Regions from separate parts of the Sus scrofa genome. Here region 1 is linked to region 2. Evidence: chromatin contacts called from public Hi-C data. All regions are on one chromosome and are shown on one strand. The core of a region is the stretch at or near the end of the contact, and the rest is flanking DNA. Distances in the headings are between cores, read along the strand shown.

Region 1 (5,153 bases), core at 2,174-4,673, 420 kb after region 2:
TCAAGAGGCTGCTTTCAATCCTTTGGGGTCTACACCCAGAAGTGGCATTGCTGGTTCATGAGGTAATTCTGTGTTGAGGTTTTGAGGAGCCGCCATACTGGTCTCCACAGTGGCTGCGCCGTTTTACATTCCCACCCATAGGGCACAAGGGTTCCAACTTCTCCGCCTCCTCACCAACGTTTGCTGTTTTCTGTGTCTTGCTTTTGTTTTTGTTTGTTCTAAGAGCTGACCCAGTGGGTGTGTTTGAGCCAGGGGTGGGCATGAGCTGCTTTGTGCTTGGCAGATCCCTCTTGGCTGCTGTGTATAGAATACAGGGCACACCACTGACCACCCTGGCCTGGAGGATTTTGAGGACAAAGAGGCCTCCGTGAAGATGTCTGCAGGGACAGTGTGCTAAGTATTGTTGTCCCAGTCAATCCAAATAGGTGGTCACTTATGTTGCCAGGTGAGAGTGAAAAACTCTGGAGGCCACAAGGAGGAGGAGGCGGCAGCCACAGAGACAGGTGCAGGGGTGGCTCTGGAGGTGGGGGAGGGGCTTCATCCCCAGCAGAGGGGACCAAGGCCAAGGTTAGTTAAGGTGGTGGGAGAGGAGCTGAGAGGGCAGACACAGCGTGGGGAGGCAGACAGCCATGACCCCTCTTCTGTGAGGACAGGCAGGAGAAGGTGGGTCACTGCATTCCCACCCCCAAGCTCCCCAGGCCCGACTGTACCCCAGGCTCCCCACCCCCACCTGACTGAGCCCAGGTAGGAGCTGCACATGCAGCCCGAAGGGCTCAGCCCCCCGGGAAGCCACAGGACCCAGCATGTCTGTGGCGTGGGCAGGAGAAAGCAGAACCAAGAAAGATGGTTCTGGAGAGCTGCAGTTGCCTGAGAGGGTGACAGTGCACGAGGCGGAAGAGGTGGGTCATCTTCTCTTCCTCCATCCAGCTACACATTTGTTTTGGGCCGTTTTCTGTATAATTTTTATTTGACAATAAAATGGTTAAAAAGAAGGAAGGGAAGGAAAGGAGACTCTGTTTGAACACTTGAGGGGTTGATTGCCCCATTTTCCTGTGACTGGGAGCTGGGGACCCCTGGGGAGGGAGAAAAGAGGGGTGCTTCCCCACCTCAAGTTGTGAGACACACACAGAGGGGCAGCATGGAGCCAAGACAGCTTGAGGCAAAGGAAAAGCCTGAAGCATTTGCTCCAGCTGAGTCCGAGGATGAGGGGACCACTGGACCCACTGCTGCAGGATCAGTGGGACAGGAGAGCAGGCCAGGCAGCCGAGACTGGGGAGGCTCAGCCCCTGGAGCCATGGGGATGCTGATGGGCTGGGAGCTGGCTGGTCCAGACCGTCCTCATTTGGGGCAGCTTTGTTTATTTTTTTTTTAGAAAACGACTTTCTTGGCTCTGTAGTTGAATTTAGCACTAAGTCTTCATGTGGAGTTCTACAAAGAACAATACCTCCATCACCCTTCTGGCTGAAGGATTTAAGAATATTCGTTTATATTATTTAAACTTTCACATTTTATAAACATTCATTTTGCATTATTAAAACGTAGTTTTTTTTCTCCCCAACTAAAAGTAAATCTGGGCTTGATCTCAAAAATATACAAACAACTCGTACAGCTCAACAACAAAGAAACAAACCACCCCATCAAAAAATGGGCAGAATTCGACATTTCTCCAAAGAACACATGGCCAATCGGCACATGAAAAGATGCTCAACATCACCAATTATTAACAAAATGCAAATCAAAACTACAATGAGGTACCACCTCACACCAGTCAGAATGGCCATCATTAATAAGTACAAATAACAAATATTGGAGGGGGTGTGGAGAAAAGGGAACCCTCCTACACTGTTGGTGGGAATCTAAGCTGGTACAACCACTATGGAAAACAGCATGGAGGTCCCTCAGAAAACTAAAAATAGAAATACTGTATGATCCAGCAATCCCACTCCTGAGCATATTTTGGGACAAAACTATAATTCAAAAAGATGCATGTACCTCTATGTTCACTGCAGCACTATTCAACAATACCCAAGACATAGAAACAACCTAAATGTCCATTGACAGATGCATGAATTAAGATGTGATATATATATACACACACACACACACAATAGAATATTACTCAGCCACAAAAAAATGAAATAATGCCATTTGCAGCAAAATGGATGCAACTAGAGATTCTCATACTAAGTGAAGTAAGGCAGAAAGAGAAAGACAAATGCCATATGACATCATTTATATGTGGACTCTAAAATATGGCACAAATGAACCTGTCTATAGAACAGAAACAGACTCACAGACATGGAGAGCAGACGTGTGGTTGCCAAGGGGGAATGGGGAGAGAGCTGGATGGATGGGGAGTTTGGGGTTGGTAGATAAAAACTAATACATTTAGAATAGACAAGCAATGAGGTCTTACTCTGCAGCACAGCGAACTATATCCAATCTCTTGGGAGAGAACATGATAGCATAAGAAAGGGAATATATATACATATACATACATATGACTAGGTCACTATGCTGTGACACAGAAATTGGCACAGTAGTGTAAATCAACTATACTTTAATGAAAAAAAATTTTAAATGGAGTTCTTGCTGTGGCGCAGTGGGTTAAGAATCTGACTACAGAGGTTCAGGTCTATGCAGAGGTGTGGGTTTGATCCCCAATATGGCACAGTGGGTTAAAGCATCTGGCATTGCCACAGCTGCAACTTGGATTTAATTCCTGGCCCAGGATGCTGTAAGTGTGGCCATTAGAAAGATAAATAAATAAAAATAAATAAATTAAAAACATTTTTAAATTAAAAAAACGTAAATCTGTGTTCTGCCGCATAGGACCCAGTGCTCTGTACACTGCTGGCTTGTTGATGGATCAATTATTTTCACTTACTTATTTTTATAAATTTTTAACTTAGGGGGAGTTTCCATAGTGGTGCAGAGTAAACGAATCCAACTAGGAACCATGAGGTTGTGGGTTCCATCCCTGGCCTCGCTCAGTGGGTTAAGGATCTGGCGCTGCAGTGAGCTGTGGTGTAGGTTGCAGAAATGGCTGGAATCCCATGGTGCTGTGGCTGTGGTGCAGGCTGGCAGCTGTAGCTCTGATTGGACCCATAGCCTGGGAACCTCCATATGCCATGGGTGCGGCCCTGAAAAAGACCAAAAAAATTTTCTTTAACTTAGAACAATGATACTGGCCCTTGAGGAAATGGAAGCCTTCCAGGTGGGCTGTGCTAGGGGCGGGCAGGCAGGTACTCCTACATTGGAGGTTCTTTCTAATCCCCTGAAAGTGAGCTATTTATACCTTGAAATCCGTGTTTTTAAGGCAATGTATTCTTATGATCTTGCATAACTCCCATTATGTCAGAGAACAATTTCCACTGTCCTAGAATCATATAAACCGTGTTCTGAGAGCTCAGGACAGGTGGCCTGGGTCAGCGGGATTCTCTCTCTGTCGGCTGGCTTCCTGGGACCCCTGTCACTGGCCTTTGTTCTAGTGTGCTCCTGGCCAAGGAACGGCTGTGATGGCTGCTTACTTTATCTTTAGAGGACTGACTGCTGCTTTGCAAGCTTTGCCAGGAGGATAGAGGCTGTGGAGCACAGGGAGGGAGGCAGGAAGAGCTCAACTGGCCCAGGGGGAGGAACAGACTCCGCCCCTCCGCCCACCTGCTCCGCCCACTGGAGGAGGGAGGGGATTTCGAGGAGGCAGGTGAGACAGCAGAGATGCGAAGGGTTAAGGCAACCCGGCCAGAGGGCCTGGCGGAAGAGAACTTGGAGTGAAAAACCAGAAGCAGGGTGTGGGACGAGGATGTTGGAAGGTAAAGGAGGGTGCTGGTAAGGTGGCAGAGTCCCACATGGGTTAAGAAGTTTGAACCTTCCACAAACCATTAATTTTATTTATTTATTTTTAAATAGGGTGGGAAGGAATGGAAGTGGGGTCACCACCTTTATTTTGCCATGTGAGGACACAGGCCTGTACAACTCATTGCATCAACTATTCTAATGCTTTTGTTGATGAAAAGACCCCCTTCAGAAAAAAAAAAAAAATAGGAAGAAAGGAAATGTCAAAATAAAGGACCATACTTCTGAGGACAGCTGGCAACCCCGATCTTACACTTGCCAAAGCCTGAGAACGTTAACACCGAGGGCAGTTTGCACAGACCAGCTCTGCCCCCAACAGGGAGCCCTGGGGAGTGACCGAGCCCTGGTCCAGTCTGGGGTCTGGGCAGGCGGGGAAATGGCTTGGGCTGAGTGCTGGTGTCCAGGAGGGGACGCCAGGAGGCGTTGTCGGGACCTGTCCTCCTAAAATGCCCCTGGAGCTGGCCTCTCAGCTGCGGCCACCCCCAGCCCTCATGGCTCACCTGGACCATGACTGGCCTTCCCACTGCTCTCTCTGCTTCTCCCTCCTCCTTTCATAATCCATTCTGTGCATGGTGGCCAGAATGAGCTTTGAATTTTTCTTCCATTTTTTTTTTTTTCCTTTTCTGAGTGTGCATGCAGCATGAGGAAGTTCCTGGGCCAGGCATCGAACCTATGTCACAGCAGTAACCTGAGCCACAGCTGTGACAATGCTGGATCTTTAACCTGCTGAGCCACTAGGGAACTCCAGCACAATCTTTGAAGAAGTGACCTGATCATGTTTCTTGCCTGCCAGCATCCTTAGCAGCTGGTCGCATGAATCCCAACACTTGGACCTGGGGCCCCGCTTGAGCAGCGTCGGTCTGAGGCTCTGACTTCACCGGGCCTCCTGGCCTGGCTACAACCATGTGTAACATGGTTCAGTCCCTGCAGGGAGCCAGGCACTCACTGTCTCGTCCTCTGTCCAGCTCTTCCTCTGCCTGGAGGGCGTTTCTCCTGCTCTTTGCCCCCCAAACTCCTTTGGGTCTCAGCGGACAGAGAACATCCCCCAGAGGGCTTTGCTGGAGTCCCCACGCTGACTGGGCTCCTGCTGTTTGCTTCACATCACATGCTCTTTCTTTACAGCATCATTGCTTATGGAGAGGCCTCCAGGCCACGGCTGCATTAGGAGAGTTGCTAGAAGAACTCACAGACTCAGTTGTATTTGTTTCCACAGTCAAGATTTGTCACAGTAACGTGGGAAGGAAGCACAGCTGGGCTGTAAGGGGCAGGCCCAGGCAAAGTCTGGAGGAATCCATGCA
Region 2 (5,174 bases), core at 682-3,181:
GGGGAACTTAACGAGAGAGAAATAGTCAATGACATTTCCCCAACCAGACAGGAGACTTTCATTTCTTGCTACTTTGCTACTAGAAAAGAGGAAAATAAATCTTAGCAGATGTGCTTAATACAGAAACTATTAAACAGGCGTTCCTGTCACGGCTCAGTGGAAGCGAATTGGACAAGTATCCATGAGGACACAGGTCCCATCCCTGGCCTTGCTCAGTGGGTTAAGGATCCAGCTGTGAGCTGTGGTGTACATAGGTCATGGATGTGGCTTGGATCTGGCATTGCTGTGGCTGTGGTGTAGGCCGGCAGCTACAGTTCCGATTTGACTCCTAGCCTGGGAATCTCCATGTGCCACGGATGCGGCCCTAAAAAGACAAAGAAAGAAAGAAAGAAAGGAGGAAGGAAGGAAGGAACTATTAAAGGTGAATTTATATTTACCATCCCTTGATTAATTTTCCCTTTTCTGCCTTCTTCTGGGTGTAGCCTGAGGGAGAAGCTTTGTTGTCCTGAGCAGGTTTGAGGATAGGATGCAAAGGAGCAGAGGGTGTAGACAGAACCTGGGGGGCGGGGGTGGGGAGAGTAGCAAGGAGTGCATAGAAGGTGGGGAGCGGCGGGAGGGTGGAGGAGGCAGGGCTGGACTAGGAGAGATGCAGGACTGCCTTGGGAAGTGGAACCTCGGGTGAGAGATGCGACAGCAGATTTTCTCTGATGGTTTTCAGGGTGATATAAGTGGAACCTTTTCCTTTTCCTCTCCTTGAAACCCTGTCCAAATTTGGGGACACTTTTCAGTGGGCCTGGTTTTTTTTTTTTACAAACACACAACTGTACAAACTTGGCCTCAGGATGTAGGGTGACGACCGAGCCAGTCAGATTTGGGTTGCAGTATTCATTTTTGAACCCTAAAGGATTCTACTGGTTTACCTTGTACAGTGATGGGGAAATACCAGGTCCCTGAGTAGACACGTGGGAAAAGACTGCTCAGCCTCTGACAAAGAAACATGATCATCTGCAACAATGGGGGAGGGGGGAAAGCCTGTTTGGGAAATATCTGTAGGAGAAAGAGAAGCATCTGGAAGGCTCACCTTCTGTGCTGAAGCTGTCCTAGGCAGCAGAGAGAATGCCTGCCATGGGAGACCTGTTTTCTCACAACCCTGAACACACTCAATATCCATCACCAGCTCTTTGATTTTTGCTGTTGTTGTTTGGCTGAGTTGGCAGCACGTGGAAATTCCTGGCAAGGGACAGAACCCCTGCCAGAGCAATAACCAGAGCCACAGCACTGACACCGCCAGATCCTGCACTCACTGAGCCACCAAGGAACTCCCATCCCTAGCTCTTTGAAACTCCCTCTTCAGTTAGCTTTGGGACCAGCAGATAAAACAGTTAACAGTGTTTGAGGCAGGGTCTGCTTGTGGCCAGCAGTGCCTTCACACCTACTTGTTACCTTGCTCTATTGGCACAACCACTCTGGTGGGCAGATGGATGTTTCCAGCTGAGTGGACCAAGCCTTGGAGCCTGCTCCTGACTCGGAGGTGGAGCCTGGAAGGAGAAACTGCCGCCTCTGACGCCAGGGCTGCAGCGCTGGGCAGCGGACCCGCAGAAAGGGATGGGGGAATGGCGGTGCCCCAACAGAAAAAGAAGGACCGGCACACAGCAGTGGGGCGGGGACCACGCCCTGCATCCCGCTCAGCTGTTTCCAGGTTGCCCCACAATCCTGGACCCAGTGGAGCGAGCAGGCTCTGCTTGGAGGTGGGGAGTGGGGGATGGGTCTAGGACTCGGCCCGCCTGTACAGGGTCACACAGAGACAAAGCCAGGTTTTGGCTCCCAGGTGGGTGCTCTTTGCCTCCTGCTTGGCTGCTGAGGACCAGCCCTGCCGTTGGGGGGCGCTCCCTCTGCAGATCCGCGCCAGGCCTGTGCTCCACCCGGGAACCACACCTCCCACCTGACTCCCAGCACTCCAGGTGCCAACCACACCCAGCCGCTTTCTAAATCACTCCATCTCCTATTCCTGGCTTTCTTTCTCATCCTCTCATACCCAGCGGTTTTTACTCGCCCTTGCAACACCACTTGATGTTGAAAAGGCTTTAAATACACTTTAATGAAGCATAATAGCAGCCTATGGGCTCAGGAGGGAGTTATTGATTTTTTTGGTGTAAAATATTAAAGTGTCTTTCAGGCTATTTATGTCCTTAGACCGCAGAGCTCAGGCTGTCACCTGATGCCCTAACCATACCAAGATCTGGTTTTCTTTCTGGGAAAACATCAAATATTTACCACTAGCATTACCTCCCCTCCATTTCTCCTGCCTGTCCAGCCTGTAAATGGCAACGGCCACAGGTGGGCTGCCTTCATGCACTGGCTGTGTCCCTTTCCCAGGAACCTGTTTGGCCTGTTCTGGACCAGGTGCCCATGCTAGGTAGGGTCCTGCTGACCTGGTCTTTAGGACAGCCATCTAGACCCCTCGGGCTCAATGGCTCCTGTCAAATGTTGTCTCGGCTGAAATAAAAATGTAAAATGTTTTTGGTCTGTGATGGTCTGAACGGTCCTCAGTTTTTTCCTAGAAGTACACATGAGTGATGGCGATACAGGTGCAGGGAAGAAGCAGATGCTGCTTTTCCCGGCTCCACAAAGAGGGCGGGGCTGGGAGGAGAGATGGAGCTGGTCCAGGAGTGAAGGTGGAGGGCCCTCGGGGCTTTTTCTTACCCAGTGTCCTCAACCAACACTGATGCCTATTCAGAAGCTGCAAGCCAGTCAAGCAGTGTTTCTAAAATTGTGTATGGCCAGTACCACAGATGTGTCATCAAACCTTTCCTTCTAGGGGACTTAAAAATGGTAAAGGTTTTGAAACTTCAAACAGGAAGAAGGTTCGCCCTGTTGCCCTGAAGTGTGTCTTTGGAGGTTTCTGAGCCAGTGCTCAGAGTGTTGCCATCTTTGAAGAGAAAGACGGTAATTACAGCAGTATACATTGCATGTTTATGTCTTCCAGAGGTTTCAAGGCCCCAGCCTGGGGCAGATCAAGTCAGCCAACTGCCTGGGGGCAAGAAGCTCCAAGTGGTACAAAACATCATTTGAAGTACGAGCAATAAAAGCAGAAAAGGGAATTCCCATCCCAGGGAAACGAGTCAGACTAGCATCCATGAGGACGCAGGTTTGATCCCTGGCCTCAATCGGTGGGTTAAGGATCCAGTGTTGCCGTGAGCTGTGGTGTAGGTTGCAGACACAGCTTGGATCCTGCATTGGATCCTAGGGAGCCTGGGAACCTCCATATGCCACACATAAATAAAGCAGAAAATAGATAAACTGAAATTCATCAAAATTAAGCTTCAAAGAACTCCATTAAAAAAGTGAGAAAACAACCACAACAGGAGAGAAAAGATTTGCAAATTACATATCTGATAAAGGATTAGTACCCAGAATATATAAGAACACTTACAACTCAGCAATCAAGACAAATAACCCAACTCAGACATGAGAATTTTCTCTCTCCAGAGAAGATAAACAAAAGGCCAAGTAGCACAGGAAAAGATGCTGAGGTCATTAGTCGTGGGGGAAGTGCCAGTCAAAACCACAGAGAGATGCCACTTCATACCCACTAGGATTCTAGGTTCAGGAGGGTGGGCAGGAACAGGTGTCAGCAAGGATGTAGAGAAGTCGGAACCTCATGCCTTGCTGGTGGGAATGTGAAACAGTACAGCTGCTTTGGGGAATAGTTTGGCAGTTCCTCAAAAAGCTAAGCAGAGAATTACCCTACAACTCAGAAATGCTACTCCTGGCTGTTTACCCCTCCCCCAACGAAAACATACATCTATGCAAACATTTGTATAGAAACGTTCTTCACAGTATGATTCATAATAGCCAAAAGTTGGACATAATCCAAGTATCCACCCACCAATGAATGGATAAATAAAACGTGGTATACCCATACAATGAAGTAGTATTTGGCCATAAAAAGAAATGAAGTACTGGAGTTCCCATCATGGCTCAGTGGTTAACGAATCCGACTAGGAACCATGAGGTTGTGGGTTCCATCCCTGGCCTTGCTCAGTGGGTTAAGGATCAGAGCGTTGCCATGAGCTGTGGTGTAGGTCGCAGACGTGGCTTGGATCCCGTGTTGCTGTGGCTCTGGTGTAAGCCAACAGCTACAGCTCTGACTGGACCCCTAGCCTGGGAACTTCCATATGCCACGAGAGCGGCTCAATGGCAAAGAGACAAAAAAAAAAAAAAAGAAAGAAAAAAGAAATGAAGTATTAATATACGGTACAACACGGATGAGCCTTGAAAGGTTATGCTAGGTGAAAGAAGCCAAATACACACCAGAAGCAGCCGTATATGCTATGGTTCCATTTATATGAAATGTCCAGAAAAGGTAAATCTATAGAGACAGAAAAATAGATTAATGGTTGCCAGGGGCTGGGGAGAAGGGGCAGTAGGGTAAGTGTTTCTTTTTGAGGTGATTAAAAATGTTCTGGCATTAGGGGAGGAGAGGAACAAAATAGGAGTTGGGGCTTAACAGATACACACAACTGTACATAAACTAGATAACCAACAAGGTCCTGCTATATAGCACAGGGAACTCTAATCAATATTTTGTAAAAACCTACAAGGGAAAAGAATCTGAAAAAGAATATATACACATATGTACATATAACTGAAAATATACGCATATGTATCTATAACTGAATCATTTTGAGGTACATGTAAAACTAACACAACATTGGAAATCAATTATACTTCAATATAAAAAATGGGAAATAAATAAAACAACAAAAAAATGTTTGGAATTAAATGGTAGTCGTGGTTGCACACTGAATTATACAATTTCTTTTTTTGGCATGCATAAGTTCCCTGGGCCAGGGATTGAACCTGAGTCACAGCAATGACAACGCCGCATCCTTCGATGCTAGGCCACCAGGGACTCTGAATTATACATTTTAAAGGGGTGAATTTGGAGTTCCCGTCGTGGCTCAGCGGAAACAAATCTGACTAGTATCCATTAGGATGTGGGTTCGATCCCTGGCCTCACTCAGTGGGTTAAGGATCTGGCGGGGCTGTGAGCTGTGGTGTAGGCCTCGCTCAGTGGGTTAAGGATCTGGAGTTGCTGTGGCTGTGGCATTGAACCCCTAGCCTGGGAACCTCCTATGCCATGGGTGCAGCCCTAAAAAGATAATAAATAA

What was found. Hi-C and Micro-C count contacts between places; a contact is called where the count stands out from the background.
Region 1: a Hi-C map of omental adipose tissue shows a contact between it and region 2, with 1.5 times the contacts expected there. The contact joins two enhancer-like sites. A contact is called at or near these places in 4 of 47 Hi-C or Micro-C datasets (embryonic fibroblasts, epiblast stem cells, omental adipose tissue and 1 more).

Annotation. Positions count from the first base shown.
Region 1 is chr3:53,523,173-53,528,325 of Sscrofa11.1, forward strand. No RefSeq gene overlaps it. Among named protein-coding and RNA genes, the nearest start is that of NPAS2, 35 kb to the left of the region's middle. Within about 2 kb of position 3,424, at least 8 of the 83 cell types and tissues checked have an H3K27ac peak or open chromatin away from gene starts, as enhancers often do. A contact at or near this core is called in omental adipose tissue, where this site is marked.
Region 2 is chr3:53,103,965-53,109,138 of Sscrofa11.1, forward strand. No RefSeq gene overlaps it. Among named protein-coding and RNA genes, the nearest start is that of CNOT11, 25 kb to the left of the region's middle. Within about 2 kb of position 1,932, at least 8 of the 83 cell types and tissues checked have an H3K27ac peak or open chromatin away from gene starts, as enhancers often do. A contact at or near this core is called in omental adipose tissue, where this site is marked.